Regions from separate parts of the Mus musculus genome. Here region 1 is linked to region 2. A link is a contact called in public promoter capture Hi-C data. All regions are on one chromosome and are shown on one strand. Each heading gives the region's core, a stretch centred on a gene start, on an enhancer-like site or on the middle of the called end of the contact. The rest is flanking DNA. Distances are from core to core; before and after follow the strand shown. Region 1 holds the start of Gprasp1 (G protein-coupled receptor associated sorting protein 1). Region 2 holds the start of Zmat1 (zinc finger, matrin type 1).

Region 1 (5,546 bases), core at 2,159-4,658, 730 kb after region 2:
TCCTGGGAAATTAGTTTCAAATACAATTAAAGCAGTTCACTTTCCAAGTAGCTGTCATTCTGATATTGCAACACTAAGTAAATATTTTCTGACATGCCAACAAAGTAGTTCACAGAGTTCACAGCTTCCTAGGACCATTCATAGCTTTTCTTTCTCCAGTAGCCCAAATAGCATCCTATTTTGGCACTATGAAAGGTAACCAGGCAGTAGGGACCCTTCCAGCTAGCTGTCAGCTTGATTTCTTTGGAATCTGCGACCAAAATATCAAAGTTTGAAATGTGTTTAGCCATGGGAACCTATTTTGTTGTTGTTGTTGTTGTTGTTGTTGTTGATCTGGAAATAACCAAGAGCAATAGAAATTGGGTGTATTGGAAACCACTGAGGCTTCTTTGATCAACAACTCATAGTAAGGTACCTGATGTTTGGTACTAAGGTGTGTGTGTGTGTGTGTGTGTGTGTGTGTGTGTGTGTGTGTGTGTATTCATTATCCATTTATATACTCATGGACATATAATCTGGTCTGATTCCATTTCTCAGCTATTCTGAATACAGCCACAATGGACATGGATATGCAAGTATCTCTGTGGTGGATTATGGAGCTCTTTTGGAATGTTCTTGGGAATGGTATAAGTGAGTCACACAGTGCTTCTAATTTTTACTTTTTAAGAAACCCCCATGCTGATTTCCATAGTGGTTTCACCAGTTCTACCAGTTTACACTTCCACCAACAGTGGGTGGATAAGCTTTTTTTTCCCCCCATATCCCCATCAGGATTTGTCAAGAAAACAACTGGCACCAAACACTATTGAAGATGCAGCATATGTTTAAGGGTTTAAAGATACATTAAAGTTAAAAGGCTTACTAGGGGAAATGATAATGGCATTCTGTCGATGCGCCAGTAGCCAAAAAGACCCTGAAACTGGAAAATGGTTTGAGTGGATTTATCCAGAGTTGACCACTACTTCCTGTTTTCTCTTTCTTTCTTTCTTTCTTTCTTTCTTTCTTTCTTTCTTTCTTTCTTTCTTTCTTTCTTTCTATTAGATATTTTCTTCATTTACATTTCAAATGCTATCCCAAAAGTCCCCTATATCTTCCCCCCACCCTGCTCCCCTACCCACCCACTCCTGCTTCCTGGTACTATTCCTGGTACTGTACTGGGGCATATGATCTTCGCAAGACCAAGGGCCTCTCCTCCCATTGATGGCCGGCTAGGCCATCCTCTGCTACATATCCAACTAGAGACACAAGCTCTGGGGGGTACTGGTTAGTTCATATTGTTGTTCCACCTATAGGGTTGCAGACCCCTTTAGCTCCTTGGGTACTTTTTCTAGCTCATTCATTGGGGTCCCTGTGTTCCATCCAATAGCTGACTCTGAGCATCCACTTCTGTATTTGCTAGGCCCCATCATAGTCTCACAAGAGACAGCTATATCAGGGTCCTTTCAGCAAAATCTTTCTGGCATATGCAATAGTGTCTGGGTTTGGTGGTTGTTTATGGGATGGATCCCTGGGTGGGGCAGTCTCTGGATGGTCTTTCCTTCCGTCTCAGCTTTGGAACTTGTCTCTGTAACTCCTTCCATGGGTATTTTGTTCCCTATTCTAAGGAGGAATAAAGTATCCACATGTTGGTCTTCTTTCTTCTTGATTTTCTTGTGTTTTGCAAATTGTATCTTGGATAGTCTAAGTTTCTGGGCTAATATCCACTTATCAATGAGTGCATATCATGTGTGTTCTTTTGTGATTAGGTTACCTTACTCAGGATGATGCCCTCCAGTCCATCCATTTGCCTAAGTTAATACCAGCCTTATTTATAATAGCCAGAAGCTGGAAAGAACCCAGATGTCCCTCTTTCTTTCTTTCTTTCTTTCTTTCTTTCTTTCTTCCTTCCTTCCTTCCTTCCTTTCTTTCTTCCTTCCTTTTTCTCTTTTCTTTCCTTCTCTCCTCTTCTCTTCTCTTCTCTTCTCTCTCCCTCTCTCTATCTCTCTCTCTTTAACTGTTTTTAGGGCCCTGGGCTGGCCCATCTGGAGGGACCACTACCACCTATTTTTTACAATTATGTTTTATTGAGCCTCCCACCAAAACTATTTTCATCTTGTGTCCTGGGTCATGAAGATGGTCTGTCTGGACTGACCATCACCACCTAGTATTGTTCCTTATAGGCTGGTTATTCCTTCCAAAAGTTAACCTCCTGCCTCATGACATTATCAGGTTTTCTGATAATGTAGACTGGGACTGAGGGGAAACCATGCACTTTTATTAAGGCAATTTCAAAATTACAAACATCCCTGAAACAGGAAAAATGTCTCTCATCATAATCTACTAATGTCATAGCTCAGCTTAGAGTTGAGGCATACAGGACTGATGGGCTGGGACATTTCTAAGTGGTATACATGTTAGAAACACTTTCTGATTCTAAGGCTTATTTTAATTAAATTTATGTTCAAATAGATAATACAAACATGAGGCCCAGCATTCAAGATGCAAGGACTTATATAGTCAGAGATTTAGGGGGCAAGAAACGTGAGGGAACAAGCCCGGAGAAATCCACAGAGCAGGGACTGGTGTTGGTCCACGGGTACAAAGATACTTTGGTATTATGTCTTGTCAGTAAGAAGATTCTTGTTTTCCCAGTGCCTAGATTAAATCCAAGCCACTGCACCTTATGGTAGTGAGGTCATCCTGGAGTAGAACTCGTCTGCACAGTTCTTTTTCTCCCTGTTTTTCCTCTATCCTTACTTCATGTTATCTAAAACTATTTCAAAACAAGAAACATGCCGGACAATAAGAGCAAAAGATTTCAAGGGGTGGCAACAGGAAACATAAAAAGGGAGATTGAAAAACAAAACAAAACAAAACAAAAACGGTCTGGCAGCAGAGCAGTTTTCCATAGGTTCTGCCGCTGCAGCAAGAATTTTATGCAAACAAGCCCTTACAGGTGCATCACTGGCGGATTTTGCTTGTAGAAGGAACAGTTTAGAATTTGTTGGAATAAATGAGAATTTTTATTTGTAATTTCAGCGTTGAGAACCGCCCCACCCCCAGCATCGTTTCTACCTTGAGCCCCTCCCCTACCTAACCAGCTCACTTCAGTGGGCGGTGGGTTTAGTGAGGAACGTGTAAAAACACTAGAATTCTTTGCTATCCTTCCGCCCGGTAAGGCGGCCGCTTTTTCTTCTGACGCCACAGCGTGAAAACCGCATGCATTTCGAAATGGAAAGACATGTCTAAGAAGGAAGCTAAAACCGACATTTGGTAATCGCCTGCTTGCGGGTGCTTGGCGCGGTTTTCCCTAGTTCGGGATCAGAACCTAAGTGTCGCAGTGTGCGCCACAGTAGTATCACTCCGCTTCCCTAAGCCGGAACTCCTTAAATAACTCTAGCTCCTCCCTCTGCGGGCCTCCGTAATGACGTAGCCGCGCCTAGTGCGTCCCGGCGGATGTAGGTAGCTATGTAGTCGCTTCGTGAGGGACCGGAGAGAGGAGTGGGTACCGAAAGGTGACAGTAATTTGCTAGTCATGGCCCTTCATCTTGTCCTACATCCCAAGCTCCCGGCAAGCCCCTAAATTACAGTCGCCGCCATTGCCTCTGCTCCCTGCGGCGGACTGCCGACGGCGTTTGCCTGCCTCCTTTCTGTGTGGGAAGGCGCCGCCGGAGAGAACGCACCTAAGAAAACTGCCTTGGATTCAAGCAGAACAGGTCAGTAAGAAGGAGGGCATTGCTTGGGGTTGTGGTTGCGGGTTCCATGATTGGTGCGGGATTGGTGACCTGATTTTAGGGGGCGAGTGTTGGGAAGACAGACTAGGGAGGATGAGAAAAAGCTATCTACGTTTCCAGAAACTCGCTTCATCACGTTTGGGAAGGGAGATGGATGCAATGGCATCATCTACTGGGGAGATGGCGTACTTGTCAGAGAAAGGACTACCACCACTGATGAACGCAGTTGTCTGAGGAGCCTTGAGAATCAGGAAGGAGATACACAAAGGGGTTATAGATGTGGGAACATTAAATCTTGTGTTGGGTGTATTCGAAGATTGCACATTCTTATCTGACCATTAATTAACCATATCTTACTCAGTGCGATTTCATTTGATTTGGGGCTATCACACATTCATTTGTGTGGATAGATTTTGTGCCAAGTTTGCATTTCTCCACGTTTCAGGGCGGCAGATCAAAAGGGGAGGGGAGAAGATAAACAAAACTGACCTGATTTCTGTACTGTGGGAGAAAGCTGCAAGACTAGGTAGGGTTCTAGAATAATTTCTACATCTCCTCTTTTCCAGCCTTCCAGAAATGCCCTCCGCGTTACCCCAACTATGTTGCAGAATGTGATAGGTTTGTGTGGGTGGGTGGGGGATAATCATAAGAATGTGTAAGAAAATTGAAAATGATACTTTTCATTATTTCCCCAGCTTCCTGTTATTGTCAGGCGTTTCATCCCTACTGCTACCAGTACGACCAACTGTGCAGAGATGATTTAGTTGTCCCTTCATGGAAATGATCAGGCTTTAAGAATATAGCAGAGGAACGTGGAGATTTGGGGGTGTCATGGGGGGATGACAAAAAGAAAGGGAATCAGAGAATTCTTTACCAAACAAGTATCTGTATCCAGCAAGCATTTATTCCGTAATTACTGTTTCCTAAATTATACTCAGTAGTGCTGTTCTCATGTTTGTGGATTTCCATTGATAGACACATCCGGAGGGTTGTATAACTTGGCTGTTGTGAATGTTTGTAAAATAACTGAATGTGAAGCTAGGAGATAATGAGAAGGCAATTGTCCAGATTCGAGGATTAGTGTGAAGACAGACAAGGATCACTGAGACTAGAATGTCACACCCTTCTGTTTTGTCAGTTTCTCGATGACCTCTAGCTGGTCTGTGGATTCACTTAGGAGTCTTGGTCTAACTCTAGAGATAGATGCAGGATGGGAACATCTTCCTTTAATCCCCTCTTTCCTGTCCTGCTCTAACACTTCATTATCAACCGATTTTTCAACTAAGGGATTACCGAAACAGTCACTCAAGAAGACAATGGAGGGCCCCAAGGGAGGAGGAGGAAGAGGAGGAGGAACAGCTTTGAAGCTGGTTAATGGAAGGAGAGGAAGACCAGGAAGGGAAAAGCTAGACAAGCTTCTCTGAGAAGGCAAGAATAAGGGCCAGGAACCAAGGTCTGTATCCCAAGAGCTGAGTTTCTCTGTCCTCTTTATCTATCTATAGGTTTGCCAGATCTGCTGCAGGGCTTGTCGCCAGTGGAAACAGAGAAAGGAGGAAACAATCCCTTGGCAAGAGCGCAGGTTAGTATGAACGTGGGGACTCCTCGAGTAAGACCTATAGTATGGAACAGTAAAGATTTGGTTGGCTCCAGCCTAGGTCAGCAGATAGCCTCGGAATTTTGCAGCCTCTCGTGTCCATCCAGCTTTCCTATTCTTTCTGCCCTTATTGGTGTCTGCAAAGACAAATTGGTAGCACATGAAGGTATAGACAGTGGGTGAACTGAAAGGAGGAGTTGGCTCCTTGTCTCCTTCTTCCCCATAGAGCACTGAATTTC
Region 2 (5,303 bases), core at 2,063-4,562:
GAATTCATTTTGTCATAAATAGCTTTGAAAAAGTTCACTTAATGAAATATGGAGCATCCTAAAAAGCCACCCAACTCCCCTTATCCTTTATGTGTATGTCTTTTTGCATATTATTCTCTTGGCATTTCTTTTGCTTGTTTTAAGTTTGTTGTTCAATATCCCAGTAGAATTTCTTGAAGGTTTTTAACATTCCCTATATGACAATTTTTATGTCTACTGCCATTGGCTCATCTTTGTGAATGTTGGCTACAAATTGTGACTGGGCCAGCAAATGCTTTTTCAAACCCATTTTAATGATTTTTATCGGGAGTAATCTTGTAATTATGATGACCCTGACATTAGTCTGACATATTTCAGAGCCACACCTTAATTAGAACTTAGAAAAAGTCAAAGTATATTGGCACACAACTAACCAAGACTTTTTCCTTGCCTTTTGTACATTATAGCTAGAAAAATAGTGTTTTATAAATAAATAAAAGTTCTGAGGCCTAATGGTGTTTTGAATATTACAATGTGTTAAACATCTACCATTTTTTTAAGTGAAAATATAAGGGGCTTTTAGTTTGGACTTCAGAGTTAATGAAAAATACTTAACTAAAATGAAAGGACAGACAATCGGAGATTACAGTTACATTTCTTTTTTTCCTATACTAGTAAAATTTCTCAACAGTATTTCAACACAGATTTCACTACTCAGTGAGTGTAAAGTGGTAACTACCATCAAGGTTTCTTATGACTTATGAATTATTACTTTTGTATTCAGCCACCAAATTCCACCAAAAGAAGTAACAATGTAAACTCCAAAATCATCGACCATATTTTCAGGTCAGAGAATAATCTCAGAGTTTGTCTTCTCCAAGTCCCTTGCTTCAGACATGGAAGCCCAAACCAAGGACATCTGGGACCAATTCAGGATCCCAAAGTCTAGTAGTTTTATAAACAGCGTAATCTGTATGTACTGTGCCAGATTCCAGATATTGTTTGGACTTTATTAAATTATGTTCTTGTCTTCATTTTGTGTGAGTTTCATTTTGTGTGAGTACACATGTGCCACAGTGAGAGAGAGAGAGAGAGAGAGAGAGAGAGAGAGAGAGAGGTCAGAGGACAGCATAGGAGTAATTTCTGAAGCTTGGCACAGGCTCCTTTTCCCTCTGTGCCATCACGAAGGTCCCTGAAATTCTCTCTCTTAGAATGCTTTTACTATTTGCACATATCCAAAGACACTGTAACCAAAGCAGTTACACAGAGTGGTAAAAAGCCATTTTTCTATAAAATATTGTTTCTAAAGTTCAGTATGAACTGGTCACCAGAGCCAAAACTGTTCAATGCCTACAAAACAACTCTCACCTATTTGCTGGCTATGGACAAAGTTTGTTATCCAAGTAAAAGCTAGGAGTGGTGGTACAAACCTGTAGTCCCAGCATTCAGAAAGTGGAGACTGGAGGACCAGTTCACAGTGAATTTGAGGCAAGTGTAAAGTACATGGGACCATGTTTCAAAATGAACCAAAAAAAAAAAAAGGAAAAAAACAACCACAAAGTCCCCTTGAAAATGTAAAAGCCCAGGAGTTTCCAAACAATGCTATAATTCATGGCTGATTGAAGACATTACTCTTTCAAAAATTGTCTTCACTTAGCCTGTTACTAAATCATGATCATATCCCAGTGGAGTCCCAATTTCCGTATTTAGTAGATGGCATTAATATAATATGCCCATTGCAAATATTATAGGGGATTTAAAAAAATTTGTTTTGTCATTCCACCAAAGTGAAAGATGTGAAATATTGTGGAATGGCCCTCAAGGGCATATCATTTATACATCAGAAGAAATTATTTTATGAGGTTAATTTTAATGAGTGTCTTTACCCAAGAAAAAGGGAATCTAACCTGTTTCCTCTATTTTTACATTCACAATCTTTCACTTTGGATGTCCATGAACAAGATAAGGTAATCCAGAAAATATTTTTACAGTAATTATTAGATCTGAGCACTTCTGTAGCAGAATCCGTCTTAACCATTTAAGAACATCGCCCAAACTGCTTTCAACCACATTGCAATGGCAGATTTCACAGTCTAATAGTAGGCTGCTTACAGATACATAATAGCCTGTGTGAAAGGTCGCTTATATTCAAACAGTCAAGAGATAGCTCTCCATGTTTGGCATAGTAAGTGGTGGCAGGTACAACAGCACTTACTTGAACCCAAAGAAATGTTAAAGATGGGCCCTTAACCCTGTTTCACTAGGCCTTAACCTCAAATACCAAAGAAAATTCTCCAAATGATTTCTGAAATTTGTGCTTCTGCCAAACACTTTCTCTTCAGTACAGGCCTCATTGCCAGAGAGGAACCTATGACCTCACGTCCAACAAATTCTACTTGAAAGCTCAAGTACACATGCTAAACTGTCCAAATTGCTAACTCTGTCGTCTCTCTGTAAATATCACACTGCCGAGTTTATTTCCTGAGTTTCTACACTGCAAGACGTTGAATCGCACCAGGGAGGGGGGGGGGGTTCCTGTTAAATTTCTGATAGTCCCTCTTTGCTCTCCCTTTCCTTTCCCTGGCTCCACAGCACTTCTGCTCTGCCTCCTCTTCCCAAATTGCACATCAGCATCCTACTTCCCCCTAAAGCGGCTAGCTAAGACAAAAATTATGTTTATTATTATTTTTCCCCTTCAAACTCCTGTCTTAAGAGTATCTGCCATTCCTTTGCTGGGGGGGGGGTGGGCTTTGGGGAAGGGGAGGTTAGGGATGCCCTTCACAGCTTCAGTCCTTCTGAGACCCTAGGGCCTAATTAGGGAGGGGGGTGGGATGGGGTGGGGGTGGGGTGGGACAGGTCCAAGCTCAGCGGAGCGGGGCGGGACGGGGCGGGGCGGGGCGAGCTTGGCCTTTACTGCGCCACAGCAGGTGGGGGGTGGGGCGGTGTCGAACCGCGCCCAGTCCGGGTTCCGGGCCAGCTGCTGACTGGCGGCGAAGGCGAACAGGCCGCCTTCGCGTCCCGGGACGGGAACTCACCTTCTCTGAGGCAAGGGCAGGTGTCTACTTTAAAACTACTGTCCCCCCTCCCCGCCGCCGCCATAGTGGAGCCGCCAAAGCCGCCGCCGCCTTCTCCACAGCACCGGCAAGTGAGCAGGCAGGGGTGGAGGTGGCAGAGGAGGGAGGCACCAGCAAGGCCGCCGCCGCTGCCGCCGCGTAGGCGGCGGCGGAGGCGACAGCTTAGGGAACTTCCCGAGGGTGGGAAGACCTCGCCAGCTGAGCTACAGCTTTCGGCGACGCCACCGCCGCCGCCGCCGTCGCAGCCTGGCGCGCACAATTGCACTGGAGTCCGGATTCCGTTAGGCTTTTTTTTTTTTAGCCCCGCCTTCGCCCAAGCTCCACCTCCCATCCTTTGCTTCCTCTTTGGCAACCCCAGCCTCGCTCTGGCTCCCCTCATCCTCCAATAGGAGAGCCATGCACCCGCAGGATGCCTCCCCCTTCCCCCGTGGCTCTGCAGTACGGACCTCCCTCCGGAGAGGAAGAAAAAAGATGGCCAAGGGCGAAGGGCAAAAAGCGCGGGATGTAAAAACAAATGTCCTTATACGGTGGGGACTGACGCACTAATCTAACAGCATTTTTTTTTTAAATGTCAGGCTCTCTCTTGATCCCACCTCCAAAATCTCTCTAAAAGACATTTTCCCCTCTTTTGAAATAAGCAGGATCTGGTCCTTCAGTCTAAATGGCCCCTTAAACAACAGCTTGGCCATCAAAATTACCGTAAATCTGGTGCACAGTGGAAGAACGGAACTATTACTCAGCGTTTAATTCTCATCACTTTCCCCCAAACCCCTTAGAACTCCAATATTTTATGTTCATTTCCCTGCCTTTAAAACATACAAATTGTCACGTAGATGTATGCTTAAATACTGTTATTTTTGTTATAATAAAAAATACACACTTAAAACCAGCTATTGCAAAACTATTTTTTGTTTTGAAATTTTCATATAATTGTGTAGTTAATGGAAATAATCTAATTGGCCGGCTTGTCGTGAAGCATTATTTATATTTTCGAATTGCCCAATATTTCAGTTTATTGATCTCAAGCATTAAATTTTAAAGATTTTGCAAAATGATTGCCTATGCCAAAACACATTATTTAAAAGTAAATGCAATTATAGTTATTTTCTAAAGAAATTGTTTTAAATATAGACCAAGTAATTAAACATAATTTTTAAAAAAAATAACACAAAATTTGTTTTGGACTTCAAATAATGGTTATTATTATACCTAAATTAAATTTGAAAGAGGTCAAGCTGTTATCCAGCAATGGCATTTATTTTTAATTTAAAAAGTATTTAGTTGTGTGTGTGTGTGCACGTGCGTGCACGCGTGTGCTTTAGTGTAAGTAATTACACTGTAGTTCATGCAGGAGATCAAGATCAGAAGAGGTGTCAGAATACCTGGGACTGAAGCAGACTGTTATGAACTGCCTGCCATATGGGTGCTAAACCCAAGTTCTTTGCAAGAGCACTTAAGTATTCTTAACCGCTTAATCATCTCTCCAGACCCCAAAAATGAAATTTAAAGGAAACAATTTGATCCTTGGTAATCAGACTCTTTCTGTAGGTATAAGGTTTTTGTATACTGTGTAAAGTTTACCCTACTGTTATTCAAATGCTGATTTCTGTGGCCTGATACCTTGTTTTAATCCAGACACAGCATTGTAATTCTTATACCAAGAATCTCCTGTCTCAAGTTTGTATAAACAATTCTTACCATTTGTCAATAAATGCTGATTGCCCAATGGCTGGGCAGGATAAAGAATAGGGCAGGACGTCTGCCAACCGGAGGAAGGAGAGAGTGTAGAGAAAGAGATTCAGATTAGCAAGGAGGGAGGAGGATTTGGAGCCATGAGGTGTCCAGAGAGAAGTCATGGAAACACACATGAAACTCAAAGAGCCAGATCAATAATAATATGCGAGAATCAAGGGGTGGTGCTAGGAAGTAGCCAGCTTAGCATAAAAAGTAAAGATCATTTAATTGCCTAGCTATTGAGGTGCAATTTTAACTAAATCTTGGTGTCCCTGTGTAGTTATTGGGGGCTAACATAAGGTAAAGAAATACAGCTACCCGATTAATTTACTGCTACATTTATATTAAATTCATTTTCACTTTCAAATAACTTACGGCTTATATTCTATTAGTCCCATCAGTTATTCATAAACTCTTTAAGAGTTCTGACATTAAAAGTCGCTTTTAAAGCCAGGCAATGGGGGTGTGTGCCTTTAACCCCAGCACTCAGGAGGCAGAGGCAGGTGGATCTTTGTG

What was found. Promoter capture Hi-C pulls out the DNA fragments that hold promoters and counts their contacts.
Region 1: a contact with region 2 is called in a promoter capture Hi-C map of liver, with 6 times the contacts expected there. The contact joins the promoter of Gprasp1 here to the promoter of Zmat1 in region 2. A contact is called at or near these places in 6 of 39 promoter capture datasets (erythroid cells, hippocampal neurons, liver and 2 more), 1 of 115 datasets of contacts at active chromatin or transcription factors (memory CD8 T cells) and 1 of 9 other capture datasets (liver).

The regions. Positions count from the first base shown.
Region 1 is chrX:135,739,284-135,744,829 of GRCm38.p6, forward strand. It overlaps Gprasp1 (G protein-coupled receptor associated sorting protein 1), which reads left to right and starts at 3,409. Exons shown (of 11, transcript NM_026081.5): 1 at 3,409-3,695; 2 at 5,216-5,292. Armcx5 (armadillo repeat containing, X-linked 5) reads left to right here and starts at 3,409. Exons shown (of 4, transcript NM_001009575.5): 1 at 3,409-3,695; 2 at 4,280-4,331; 3 at 5,216-5,292.
Region 2 is chrX:135,005,897-135,011,199 of GRCm38.p6, forward strand. It overlaps Zmat1 (zinc finger, matrin type 1), which reads right to left and starts at 3,313. Exons shown (of 7, transcript NM_175446.3): 1 at 3,015-3,313. The coding sequence starts at 3,078.